Regions from separate parts of the Mus musculus genome. Here region 2 is linked to region 1. A link is a contact called in public Hi-C data. All regions are on one chromosome and are shown on one strand. The core of a region is the stretch at or near the end of the contact, and the rest is flanking DNA. Distances in the headings are between cores, read along the strand shown.

Evidence for each region. A called contact is a pair of places that touch in the nucleus more often than the background predicts.
Region 2: a Hi-C map of uterus shows a contact between it and region 1, with 3 times the contacts expected there. The contact joins the enhancer-like site here to the promoter of Galnt17 in region 1. A contact is called at or near these places in 1 of 39 promoter capture datasets (embryonic stem cells), 6 of 484 Hi-C or Micro-C datasets (embryonic fibroblasts and uterus), 3 of 115 datasets of contacts at active chromatin or transcription factors (embryonic fibroblasts, embryonic stem cells and neural progenitor cells) and 3 of 9 other capture datasets (adipose tissue, liver and pancreatic islet).

What each region holds. Positions count from the first base shown.
Region 1 is chr5:131,303,859-131,309,963 of GRCm38.p6, reverse strand. Galnt17 (polypeptide N-acetylgalactosaminyltransferase 17) reads left to right here and starts at 2,442. Exons shown (of 11, transcript NM_145218.3): 1 at 2,442-3,601. The coding sequence starts at 3,364.
Region 2 is chr5:131,368,996-131,375,100 of GRCm38.p6, reverse strand. No RefSeq gene overlaps it. Among named protein-coding and RNA genes, the nearest start is that of Gm29681, 43 kb to the left of the region's middle. Within about 2 kb of position 3,685, at least 27 of the 459 cell types and tissues checked have an H3K27ac peak or open chromatin away from gene starts, as enhancers often do. A contact at or near this core is called in uterus, where this site is marked.

The DNA of each region.
Region 1 (6,105 bases), core at 1,193-3,692:
AGGATATCACATCTTCCACCTTTTCAGCCCCCCTCTTCTGTGCTACTGATGCTGCCCGGTCTGGGTCTTCATGAACAGCTGTGGAGACCTAGCCTCATCCAGTCCCTGATGCTCTGAATGACACAGAACCAGGGATGCCCTCCTACCCAACTTCCTTCCGACCTCACAGATGTTTGAAAGTGCTTCTTCCATGCTTTTTGAGACAGCTTTTTATCAAGCCATATTTTTGTACTCAGTTCGCTGTAGATTATAAAAAATTCAATCCCTAAGGATCCTGAGTAGGCTCCAAAGAAATAAAAAAATAAAAGAGCAGGCCAATGAGATGGCTCAAGGAAGTAAAGGGGCTTGCTGCCAAGCCTGACTTCTTGAGTTCAATCCCTGAGACTCACATAGTGGCTGGAGAGAACTGACTCCTGCAAATTGTCTTCTGACCTCTACACATGGGCTGTGGCACAAATACACACGTCTCTACACATACACAACTAAGTTTTGTGTTTGTTTTTAAAGGAAGAAAGTAGGACTAGAGAAACATCTTACTTACTGTTCCATCATGAGAAGTTGTAGTGGGAATTTTGGTTTCTTTAAAAACACAGAAACATAAGAATGTTTTCATTTTAATCCCAGGTGTGGGATATGAGGCTGCCTCAGATTGTCCATAGCAGTTGACTGTGATTTGTCTCGTGTTCTAGCAGGGGCGTGGTTTTGACAGCTGCAGGTAGTTTTTGTGACTGTATGATGTTTGGAATTCTGGGGACTTTTCCTGTGTCACTCAGACCTCTGAGTAGCAGACTTGACACCCACACCACCAAGCCTGGCTCTCCATGTCCTTTTTTTTTTTTTTTTTTTTTAGTGAAAAACTGTAAAGGTGCTTGCTGTTAATTGTGTAAAACACCAAGGACAACAAAGGAAAACGAACTCCCTCCCCCCCCCCCAAGCCCCCAAACAACAATACCTTTATTGAAATGAGGGCCAGGCTTGGTGGCTAGGACTGCAATCCTAGTATTTGGGAGGTGAAGTTAAGAGATCAGGAATCATCAGTTAGGGGCTAACTAGCCTAGGCTAACTGAGATGGCATAAACAAAGGAACACTAAAATCTCCATCAAGGTCCAAACAAACAAAAGCAAACAAGAAAACACTTCGTTCCCTTTTAAAAGAAACCCAACCAATCTAACCTGGAACTTACTTTATAGACAAGGATGCTTGTGAGTCTCTGATCTTCCTGCCTCTACCTTCCAAGTGCTGGGATTATAGGCTTGCCACCAGCAAGCCTGGCTGTGAAGAGCTGGAGGTGGGGGGTGGGGTGGGAATATCCAGTTGAGGTCTAGGCAAGCACTCAACTTCAGCTCAACAGCTTAACTACATCCCATCTCCAAACCCCCAAACCCGAACATGCCCCCTGAACCGCCCCCCTTCCATGCTCCAACCAAAAGCTTAAATCTAAGTCAACCAAACAAAACTAACCAATGAACAACAGCAACAAACTTTAATCGGATGGGAAGAATGAAGTGGGAGTCCCTGAATTCACTCAGCTGATTCTTATCTGCTGGCAGTCTGGTTTCTTTCTCTGGCCTAAGCAATTAAAAAAAAAAAAAAATTAGAGGGCAGGTTTGGATTCCAGTCTTTGGAACTCCTGGGTCTCAGGAAAAGAAGTAGGTTGTGGAGACCCATCAGGGCCATAAATCCAAGTGCATGGCACCAAAATAAGAGTTTACAGAGTAGGGGCAAGCACAGAAGCACCAACTAAGATGGTCAGAACTCTCCCAGGGCTCAAGCAAGAAGGACACAGGGCCTTGCTCTGAAAGTAGCGGAATCCGAGTCTCCAGGCCAGATTTTCCCTCTAGCCATTCCGGGCCAAGCTAAGCAGAGCAGCTAAGCCAAGAGAAAGGGATGTCTTCCTCGTCTGCCGGGATGGAACAAACCCGGCTGCTTAGAGAGCGCTGAGAACCCCAAGGGTCCCTCACAGCCCTTAGCAGCCAACAGGACATGACTGCTCTTGGTCCGGCGCGCTCCCCGCTCTCTCCAGACACCCCCACCCTTTCCGGGTGCGCGCGCAAGAGTGGGCCAGCTTCCCCTAGCTGTGCGCTCCGCAGCCTGCGGGTGGCAGCGGCGTTGGCGACTGGCTCTCAGGGAAGAGGGTGACCAAGGGACCGCGAAGGAGGAGTCGGCGCCGCAGCCGCTCCCCTCGGGACCGCGCCCCGCCTTCCGTCGCCACCTGAGCATCCCCTCTTGGCTCCCAGCTGCTCCAATCTATCCCACCATTCCCTCTAGGGGACCGTGTGTACTCTTAGTGCCGCAGCCGCGGTGTCATTGCATCCGGTGATCGGGACACTCGGATCTTGGTTCCCTTGGGGGCTTGGGACGAGCTGCACGGGCCGTGGTGACAGGCTGCGGGGGCGCCAGCGCGCATCCCTCCCCCGCGACATTTAGAAAGGCGTGTAGACAACTGGTGTGACTTTGGAGGTCCGACTCCTCCTTCCGGCCAGCCTCGCAACGCGCCACCTCCCGAGACAAGCCAGTGTGTCCGGCAGGCCCCGGAGGCTCGTGTAGGGACTTGGAACGTGTCCGGGAACCCGTGGCGCTGTGCGCACTGGTGAGTTTTGCGGGCGGGGTGGGGGCGGAGAGGACGTCGCGCTGGGTCCCTGCTCCCGCCCCTTTCCTGCTGTCCCCCCCTCCACTTTGAGAGAGTCATTGAGATTTGAGCGTGACTGCGGAGCCTGGAGGATGCAGGCACGGGGCGCGGGGTTTTCCTCTTCTCAGAGTGATGGAGAGAGCCGGTGAGCTGAACAAAGACACCCGCCCTGAGGAGCGGGTCCTTTGCTGAAGAACTCTATTTTCGCCCTGCGACGGCCGCCTGCGGGCGAGAGTGTCGGCCGCGCAACTCCAGGAGTGGCGCGCTCTTCCGCCGGCGGGCGCAGAGCTGGAGCCCGGCACCTGCGCGCCACTCCCGCCACATCCCCAGAGCATTCCGACTACCAAAGGATTGTTCCTGAAGGTCTACGTCTGCGGAGGAGGTCCAAAGTCTAAAGGCAACCTGTTTGCTGTTCTACAGGGAGAGACCCTGGGACCTTTATCTTTTGCTGTCTTGTAGAAGGGACTGCGTGCTGTGGACGGAGCAGGCATTTCAGAGACACTTTTGCAAGCCAGGGGCTTCCATGTGAGAGATCAGCCGCGTCCTTCCAGTGGTTACTGGCGCCAGAGAATCGGCGTTTTGTGGTCAACAGCAGCTGGGACCCCCAGCCCTTTGCCCCCTCCCTCGGCCATTGTTCGGTGTGTGGGGTCTACTCCGTCTCAGGCTGCCCTGCGCCTCGCAGGTGAGGCTGGTAGAGGCGTGGGTCCAGGGAAAGGACCGGCCGTGTTGTTTGATGGCTTCACTGAGGAGAGTCAAAGTGTTGTTGGTGTTGAACTTGATCGCGGTGGCCGGCTTCGTGATCTTTTTGGCTAAGTGTCGGCCTATCGCGGTGCGCAGCGGAGACGCCTTCCACGAGATCCGGCCTCGCGCAGAGGTGGCCAACCTCAGCGCGCACAGCGCCAGCCCCATCCAGGATGCGGTCCTGAAGCGCTTGTCGCTGCTGGAGGACATCGTCTACAGGCAGCTTAATGGTAAGGACGTGCCCTGCCGCCTGTGGGTCGTGGTGCAAGCAGGGCACAGGGTGATCTCCCTGGCTCTCTGTATCCTAAGCTGACATCTGAACCAGCCCGATCTCTCTCTTCCATCCCTGCCCTGTGCCTGGGACTATTGTAGAAACCACCACCGGATTCTTTTTCATGATATACTGCAGCTGGAAGTTTGGTCTTCCTCTAGAAACCTGCCACTACAGTCGACTCTTGGTCTCTGCTCGTGACTCCAGCTTAGAACATACTGCAGACTGGGAACCTCTAGAAAGGAAATAGCTGTCAGTTCATGGTGTTTGATGGAGGAGCTGGTAGGGAAGTGGGTGTCATGGCTTGCAAAGTGAGGGCTCGAGTAAATACATTATTCCTTTAGGTTGATTGCATCACTAAGAATGCAGACTCTTTCCTCCCCACTGCCTGGGTGCAAGGTGGTCTATTAACAACCAGTCTACTCCCGAACCTCGTGGCAATCGAGGGTCAAGTTCTTAGTGGGTCTGGGAAGCAGGGGTTTGTTCACAAAGTTAAGCCAAACAAGGAGGCTTGGCATTCAGGTTTGTAGCTTTTTCCAGAACTTGTCTCACCTAAACTATTCTAAATGAGTTGCCATAGAAGAGCGTGTGTGTGTGTGTGTGTGTGTGTGTGTGTGTGTGTGTGTGTGTGTGTGTGTGTTGATATATTGCTTCCACCTGGCTCAAGAGACTGATGGTTCCTGGATGCTTGCTGTCTTCACAGTGTCACGTAGTCTAATATAAAGAAGACATAGTGATTACTGAAGTCTGGCTTTCTGTTCCCAACCTCCTGCATGTTACCAGGGCCTGGAGCTGCCAGCTGTTGTCACGACTGCTAATAAGTCAGTCGTTGCTGTGTGCTAGAGGAGCATTACAAGAGCCACGCGTGCATGGTGGGACATAACCATTAGTCCTTGGAGGTTCTGGCCCCTCCCCCACAGGAGAACAGAACAAACCAAACTCAGGGAAGTTAACCCAGTACCTAAGTCCTGATTGGTGTTAGTAAGTAGTAGTTTGGACTCTGGTTGACCACAGAGCCCATGTTCTTGGTTATAAGGCATAAATTTCTTTTCATGTGTCTGGATGCAGGGGTGTGTGTGTGTGTGTGTGTGTGTATGCACTTGGAGGCTGGGGTCAACCTTGAATGTCACTCCTCAGGTACATTTACCTTGGATTTTTTTGAGACAGGGTCTCTCTCTGATCTGGCACTCACTCACAGAATGAGTGAGGCGGGCTGACCAGCAACCCCAGGAATCCAGCTCTGGGACTACACATACATGCTACTGTACCCAGTTTTTATTTATTTATTTATTTATTTTATGAGTTTTAGGGACCAAACTCAGAGGTCCTCTGGCTTGCCTGGCAAGTATTTTACCAACCAAACCAATTTCCTAGCCCCAAGACACAAATTTCTATCTACCTAATTTTAATTTAAAAGTAAGTGCGTGTGTGTGTGTGTGTGTGTGTGTGTGTGTATAGCATTGCATTGTATTGCATTGTATTGTATTGTATTTGGGGAAGCTGCACACATACCACAGACCACATATGGAGACCAGAGGACAATTTATTATACTCAGCTCTTTCCTCTACCATGTGATCCTGAAGATGGATCTTACCTCCTTAGACTTCTCGGTCTTTACCCACTAGGCTACCCCACTAGCCACAAACTCTGACGTTAAAAGTATATACGATTTAAAAAAATTATTTTTGATAAATGAACTGTATAGATCTGTAGGTACAACCGTAACCCGTGTAAACTTGACCAGCCTCGTGACAGGTGGCCGAGGACTGAGGAAGACAGCTTTGTTCTTGCCCTTTGATGATCCCTTCTGGGTAATTCCAGGAGAGGGGGTGCAACCAGCCTCCTGCATTCACGAAAAGATGTCCCAGTCCTCTTAGCAGCATACTCTAAGTATCCAGTTGGTTTTGACGCACTTTCTAGCATTCACAGTTGTACCTCTCACCAGTAATGAGGCCAGGCCATCAGGGCAGCCCACCAAGGCTGTGTTTGAAGCTCTTCTCCAAAACCCCTCAAGACAAAACGGACCGAACCTGAGCAATTAAAAATCAACGGACTCAGCACCGTGGAGGTGGAGCAGGGGAATCAGGCATGTAAGGCCAGCCTGGCTCACCCACATTAGGGAAGTGGGAGTTGTTTTTCTGAATTGATACCTGCAGAAACACATTCATGAGATACCCCCTCCCCACCCCAAGTAGTCAGAGCTTGCTCACTCTCGAGCTACATGCAGGGACACAGGTCACTGATGCAGGGACACAGGTCATTGTAGCAATCATTTCCATTAGGGACATGAAATATGTTATGGCCACACCTCTTAATGGGAATCCTAATTCTATGTAGTTCTATTTGTTATTTATTTATTGTGGTCTGGATGCGTATGTACACATACACGTGGAAGCTGGGGGTCAGTGTCTGGCGTCTTCTTCAATCATTTCTCCACCCCTCCCTCCTTTTTGAAACATTGT
Region 2 (6,105 bases), core at 2,436-4,935, 64 kb before region 1:
ATTTTGAGAGTTTAGAGAATTGATGGATTGCCTTATAATGTAATCTCCTTCCTAAAAGTGATTGTACTCTGCATATGTCTAAGGGATACAAGGGCAGTTATTCTAAAACATATGAGGATTAAAGCTGGGAAGACAACCCAATGTCATGCAAGCCCAGGGACCTGGGCTTACATCCCCCAGAATCCACATAAAATTGGATGTGGTTATGTACATCTGGAATCCTGGTGCTCATAAAGTGAGATAGAAGGCTGAGGCAGGAGAATATGTGCAAGTTAATGGTCAGCAAGCCTAGCATATACAGGGTAAGCAAGAGATGCTATCTCAGGGGCAGTAGAAGGTGAGACCTGACACTCAAGGTTGACATCTGACTTCCCTACGTATGCCTTGGCATGCTCACACTTGCACATGTATGTGCATAGACTATACATGCACACAGCATACTCACATACACAGTGGTTTAAAAAATAAAATACCTAAGAGGCACATATGCCCTTTCAATATCAGAAATTATAGGCTGGTGTGATGGATCAGTGGGTAAAAGGTTCTCATTGCTAAGACAGGTTCAATCTTCAGGACTTACATGATAGAAGAAGAGTATTGGCTAAAGAAAATTGTCTTCTACCATACAACACACATACCCACAGACACACACACACACCCACACACATACACAGACATACACACAGACACACACACAGACACCCCCACACACACATACACATACACACACACAGACATACACACATACACACACAGACACACACACACAGACACACACACACAGACACACACACCCACACACAGACACACAGACACACACACAGACACCCCCCCACACACATACACAGACACACACACAGACATACACACATGCACACACACAGACACACACACCCACACACATACACACACACAGAGACATACACACACATACACATACACAGACACACACACACACACACACACACACACACACACACACACACACAGACATACACATACACAAATACTCCTAATTTTAAAGAATCCCACTTAGCTGAAGAATGGAATGTACCTTGATGCGTCCAAGTGTCTCCTTGGAGACCACTGACGGCCATGTGAGAAGGAGGCTCCATCAAGATGCTGTACCACCAAGCTGTCTGGGGAAGTATCCAAGTCCCTGCCAAGGCTCATCCCTCACCTCTGTCATCTATTTCCCAGACAGGGCTTCTCTGTCTGGCTCAGGGATGGAATGTGAATCAGGTCATCTGTGGTTTCCTGAATTCATCACCTCTCATTCAAATTGATTGTATACCTTAGAGCCATTGAGTTGGGCCCAAAACTCTAGGGTCTGTTTTCTAAAAATAAAAAATAAAAAATTTAAAAATTAAAAAATTCCAGCTTGGAAAAAATATTTCCTCTGGTCAAAGAAAAACAAGAAGAGTTAGCGGAGGGCTTGTTAAAGCTGTGAAATTGGAGGATGGGAGGATTGTCCTTTGGAAAACATACTTGTCATGTAAGCATTAGGACCTGAGTTCAGTCCTCAACAGTCATGAAAAATGTGGGTACAACAGCAGGAGCCTGTAACCCCAGCACTGAGGATGTAGAGACCAGAGGCTCCTGGAGATCTCATGGGTCGACCAGTTAACCAAACTGGAGAGCCTTGGTTCAGTGAGAAACCCAGTCTTCAATAAATTGTGAAAGGTGATTGAAGACATCTGACATTAGCCTCTGACCTTCATGTCATGCGCCTGTGTACACATATGCCCCCCCCATATGTGCATAGATACCCTCCCCCCAAAAGCTGTGCAGGGGATGTCCTATGGGGAGGTGATTGACAACATCTGAATACTAAGCAATAAGATGAAGTAATGGGAGAGAAGGTGGGATTGTGTCCCCAAGGGGCCATTATGAGTTATCAGGGTTATCCACTGTAGGGTTTCAGTCTCTCTAGCAGCACTCTATCATCTGAAAGATACAACAGAAATTAACATAGCTATGAGCTTTCCCAGGTGGGTTGCAGTGTGTCGGAGACAAGGTATTTGAGTCTGATAAGGGATGGAATCAAAGACTGTTAAGTGTACTAGAGGGAAAATAGAGAAATCAAGGAAGCAGAAGGGTACAGAGGAGAAGCAGAGGAAGTACGGTTACAGTTTGAATCTGAACGCACCACTTCCCATTCGAACATTTCTTCTCTAGTAAGTGGTGCTATTTTGGGAGGCTGTGGAGCCTTTTGGAGATGAATCCTAGTAGGTCTCTGGGGGATGCTTTTGAAAGTTACACCCAGTCCCCAGTCCCTTATGCTCTGTTTCCTGTTCACCATGCAGTAATGCTCCCTCTGCCGTATTCCTACAGCAGTGATTTCCCGCCTAAGTACACAGGGCTAAGTGACTATGGATGGAGCCTTCTGAAACTATGATTTAAATAAATGTGGCCCCCTAAGGTTGTTTCTCTTAGGTATTTTGGTCAGAGCTATTCAAAAAGAACTAGTGCAAGCTGTTAAACCTGTTATGGATATATAGTCACACACATTTATTTGCATTAAATTTACATAATGTATATATGCAATGTATATTTACATATTTTCATTATGCATGTTTGCAAAATATATATTTGCAACATAAATTTGAAAAGTACATGTTTTCAACATATATAAATGTATCCTGTTATTTATACATTTACATATTTGCATAATCTATATATTTGCAATATATTTCTATAAAATGTATATTCATAACATGAACTTTATATGTGTAATATATACTGATAAAGTATGTCTGTGATGTATATGTATATAAATGTATGTACTTTTTCAAATTGTATGTTTGCAAAATATATATTTACAATGTAAATTTTAAAAGGACATATTTGCAATATATATAAATGTATCCTGTTATTTATATATTTATATACTTGCAAAATCTATAACCTTGCAACACATTTCTGTAAACGTATATTCATAACATGCACTTATATATGTGCAATATATACTGACAAAGTGTGTCTGTGATGTATATGTATATAAATGTGTACACTTATAAGTTTACAATGTTTATATTTATTCACAAAATATGTACATGACTGCACGGCTCAGTGTTGGAGGGCTTGCCTACAATCCTCTAGTGAATCTAGAATAATTCTAGACAGTATAGCTCAGCAGTGGAGTGCTTGCATAACAAACATAAGGCCTTGGATCTCACCCCCAATATAGTAATAAATAAACAGTAGATACATAAATACATTAATCAATCACACTGTAAGCCCATATGACATGGAGTTGGTTTTGCTTAAAACCCATCAAGTTCAGCCCAGTGGGAAAAGTCAGGAGCAAGCAAGCAGATTTGGGAGAGGCAAACTACTTCCCCTGAAGTCTTTAGTGTTGTTTTGGTGACCAAAACATCTGTATAAACACAAGCATTTCTACATCCAGACATCTGAATCGGTGAAGCCAAATGTCTGCTCTCTGGCAACACTGAGAAAACTCTCCTCCAAGGCTGTCTATGCATTGCAAGGCACCCCAGAAAAGTTCTGTGGCTGCAGGCCCGGGCTTCAAGGTGGGAGTGGGTGGTAGAGAGAGATTCCTGGCAAAGTTGTTTTAGGGCCTGGAATTTCAACAAATGCTGTTTTCAATTACCCAACTATTTGCCAGCAAACAGATGTTTGACATCACATAGCTATGACATGACAATACCGAGTTTTCCACACAGTCAATGAGAACATGAAAAAGACCCAGTACACTGTGAGTAGTCTATGGTCTAGATTCTCTTCCTCCTTTTTCTCATTTCCTAGACCCTTCAGCATCTTCTGTTGGGCAAGGAATGTTATTTGTGGATCCCTGATAATTCCTTTCTCCCACGTGGCTTCCCTGGTCATCCCTGTCTTATTGAGAAAAGTACCCTCTATGGACAGGCCTGGGGTATTCACTGAGCTCACAGCTGTCCTCTTCACTGGGAAACAGTTCTGGCTGGGAGGTCTTGCCATACAAAGGAGTCCTGAGCCTGATGGTACAGTCCTGTTAGCTTAGCTACTTGGGAGGCTTTGTGGGAGGATCACAGTTCAAGGCCTGTCTGGGCTACAGAGTGAGTTCAAGGTGTAACTGAGTATAGAGTAAGTTCAAAGCCAGACTGACCTATAGAGTGAGTTCAAGGCCTGCCAGGGCTATAGAATATCTTCAAAGCCTGTTTGAGTATGGAGTGACTTCAAGGCCAGCCTCGGCTACAAAGTAAATTCAAGGACTACAGAGTTAGTCCAAGGCTAGCCTCTACAAAATAAGTTGAGGAAAGGAAAAAAAAAAAGGCCGGAGACACAGTTCAGTGGCAGAATGTTTGCTCAGCATGTGTGAGGTCTGAGGTTCAGTCTCCAGCATCATGAAAAACCCATCTGAACATCATTTAGTTCCCTGGTGCCTGGTGGTCCCTGGAGTGATGGATGCTCTATCCATGTGCCTCTCACCTCTGAGCTAAAATATACACGGCAACTCTGAGAACCAAAGCTTTACATTTTCAAAACCAGGAAGTGCCAAATTTAAACTGTTAAAAGGAAATCAAATATAGAATCTCAAGGGAGAATAAAAACAAATACATGAAGAGATGAAACTCCCAGAAGCCTCTGGGATTGGGTTCTGGAAGTCCTGCTAGTGGGATCTTTCTATGTAGAAAAGAGAGAGGGGAAAAATAAGTTACCTACCTTTTTAGTACAGGGATCTTATAAAGGAATAAGCAGGTTGAACTTAAAACAAGGATGAGGAGCAAGAGAATAAAGATTAGAGCAGAAATCAGTGAAGTTGAAATGTGGAGTCAGGCATCGTGGTGGTGGTGCATGCCTGTCATCCCACCATTTGGGACACTGAAGCAGGAGAGTTATGAGCTTGACCTTGGCTACATAGCAAGACTCTATCTCAAATGGCTTCTGGAACATTTCTTTTTATAGTTACGTTTATTTGTTCCTCATTGAACTCTTGCCATATGAGTGGGGAGAGAAGAGAGAAGGTTGGAAGAGGAAAAAGAGAGAGTGCTTTAAAATAGAGATTTGTTGTGATCATTTGGTGCGATAGTTTTAACTGTCAACCTGACACAATCTAAAATCAGTTCCGTAGGGAGTCTCAAAGGATGATTGTTTAGATTGGGTTTACCTATGAGCAAACTTATGAGGGATTATCTTGATGGTGTTAATAAAGTGGGAAGACCAAGCCCACTGTGGGTACCACCATTCCCTAGGCAGAGGATCCTAAGCTGTATAAGAGTGAGGGAACAAGCTGAGTTCTAGCATGCTTGGGTTCATTTATGGCTCTTTCCCCTTGACTGTGGATACAATGTGTCTAGAGTTTGAAGCTAACTTATGTTTTATATACAGTGAGACCGCTTAAAAGAAGGGAAGAAAGATGGGGGCAGAGGTAGGTTTAATGGGGAGGGAGAGGGATAAGGAGAGAGGAAGAGGAAGAGGGAGAAGGAGAGGAAGAGGGAGACAATAGAGAGAATCAAAACTGGTTCTTGAAATGTATCTTTAATAAGTTCACACAAGTATATCATACCTCCAAGGGCATGTGGAATTTTACATTTAAATTTGGTGCAAGAGCTCCAACCAGTCTGCAAGGGCAGCATTAGTTTACACTCCCATTCCAGTGTGGGAATCCCACTTTCTTGTGTGTGTGTGAGCATTTATGTGTTCATGTGTGTATATACATGCTTGCATGTGTGTATTTGAGCACTCAAGTGGAGTTCAGAGGATGGCTGTGTGTGTGTGTGTGTGTGTGAGCATTTATGTGTTCATGTGTGTATATACATGCTTGTATGTGTGTATTTGAGCACTCAAGTGGAGTTCAGAGGATGGCTTCTGTGTGTGTGTAAGCATTTATGTGTTCATGTGTGTATATACATGCTTGTATGTGTGTATTTGAGCACTCAAGTGGAGTTCAGAGCATGGCTTGCTGGAACTGGTTCTTTCTTCCCACCATCTGAGTTCTGGGGATGTTGATTTGGAAGTGCTATCCAAATGCTTAAAGGAACTAGCCATTTGCACATGTGAACAATCTCTGTACTTCGTATCCTTATTTTAACTCTGTTCATTACATTTATCCACCTTCTTTTCTATGCTTCTGGGTTTTTATGTGTGGCTCAGTAAAGTACT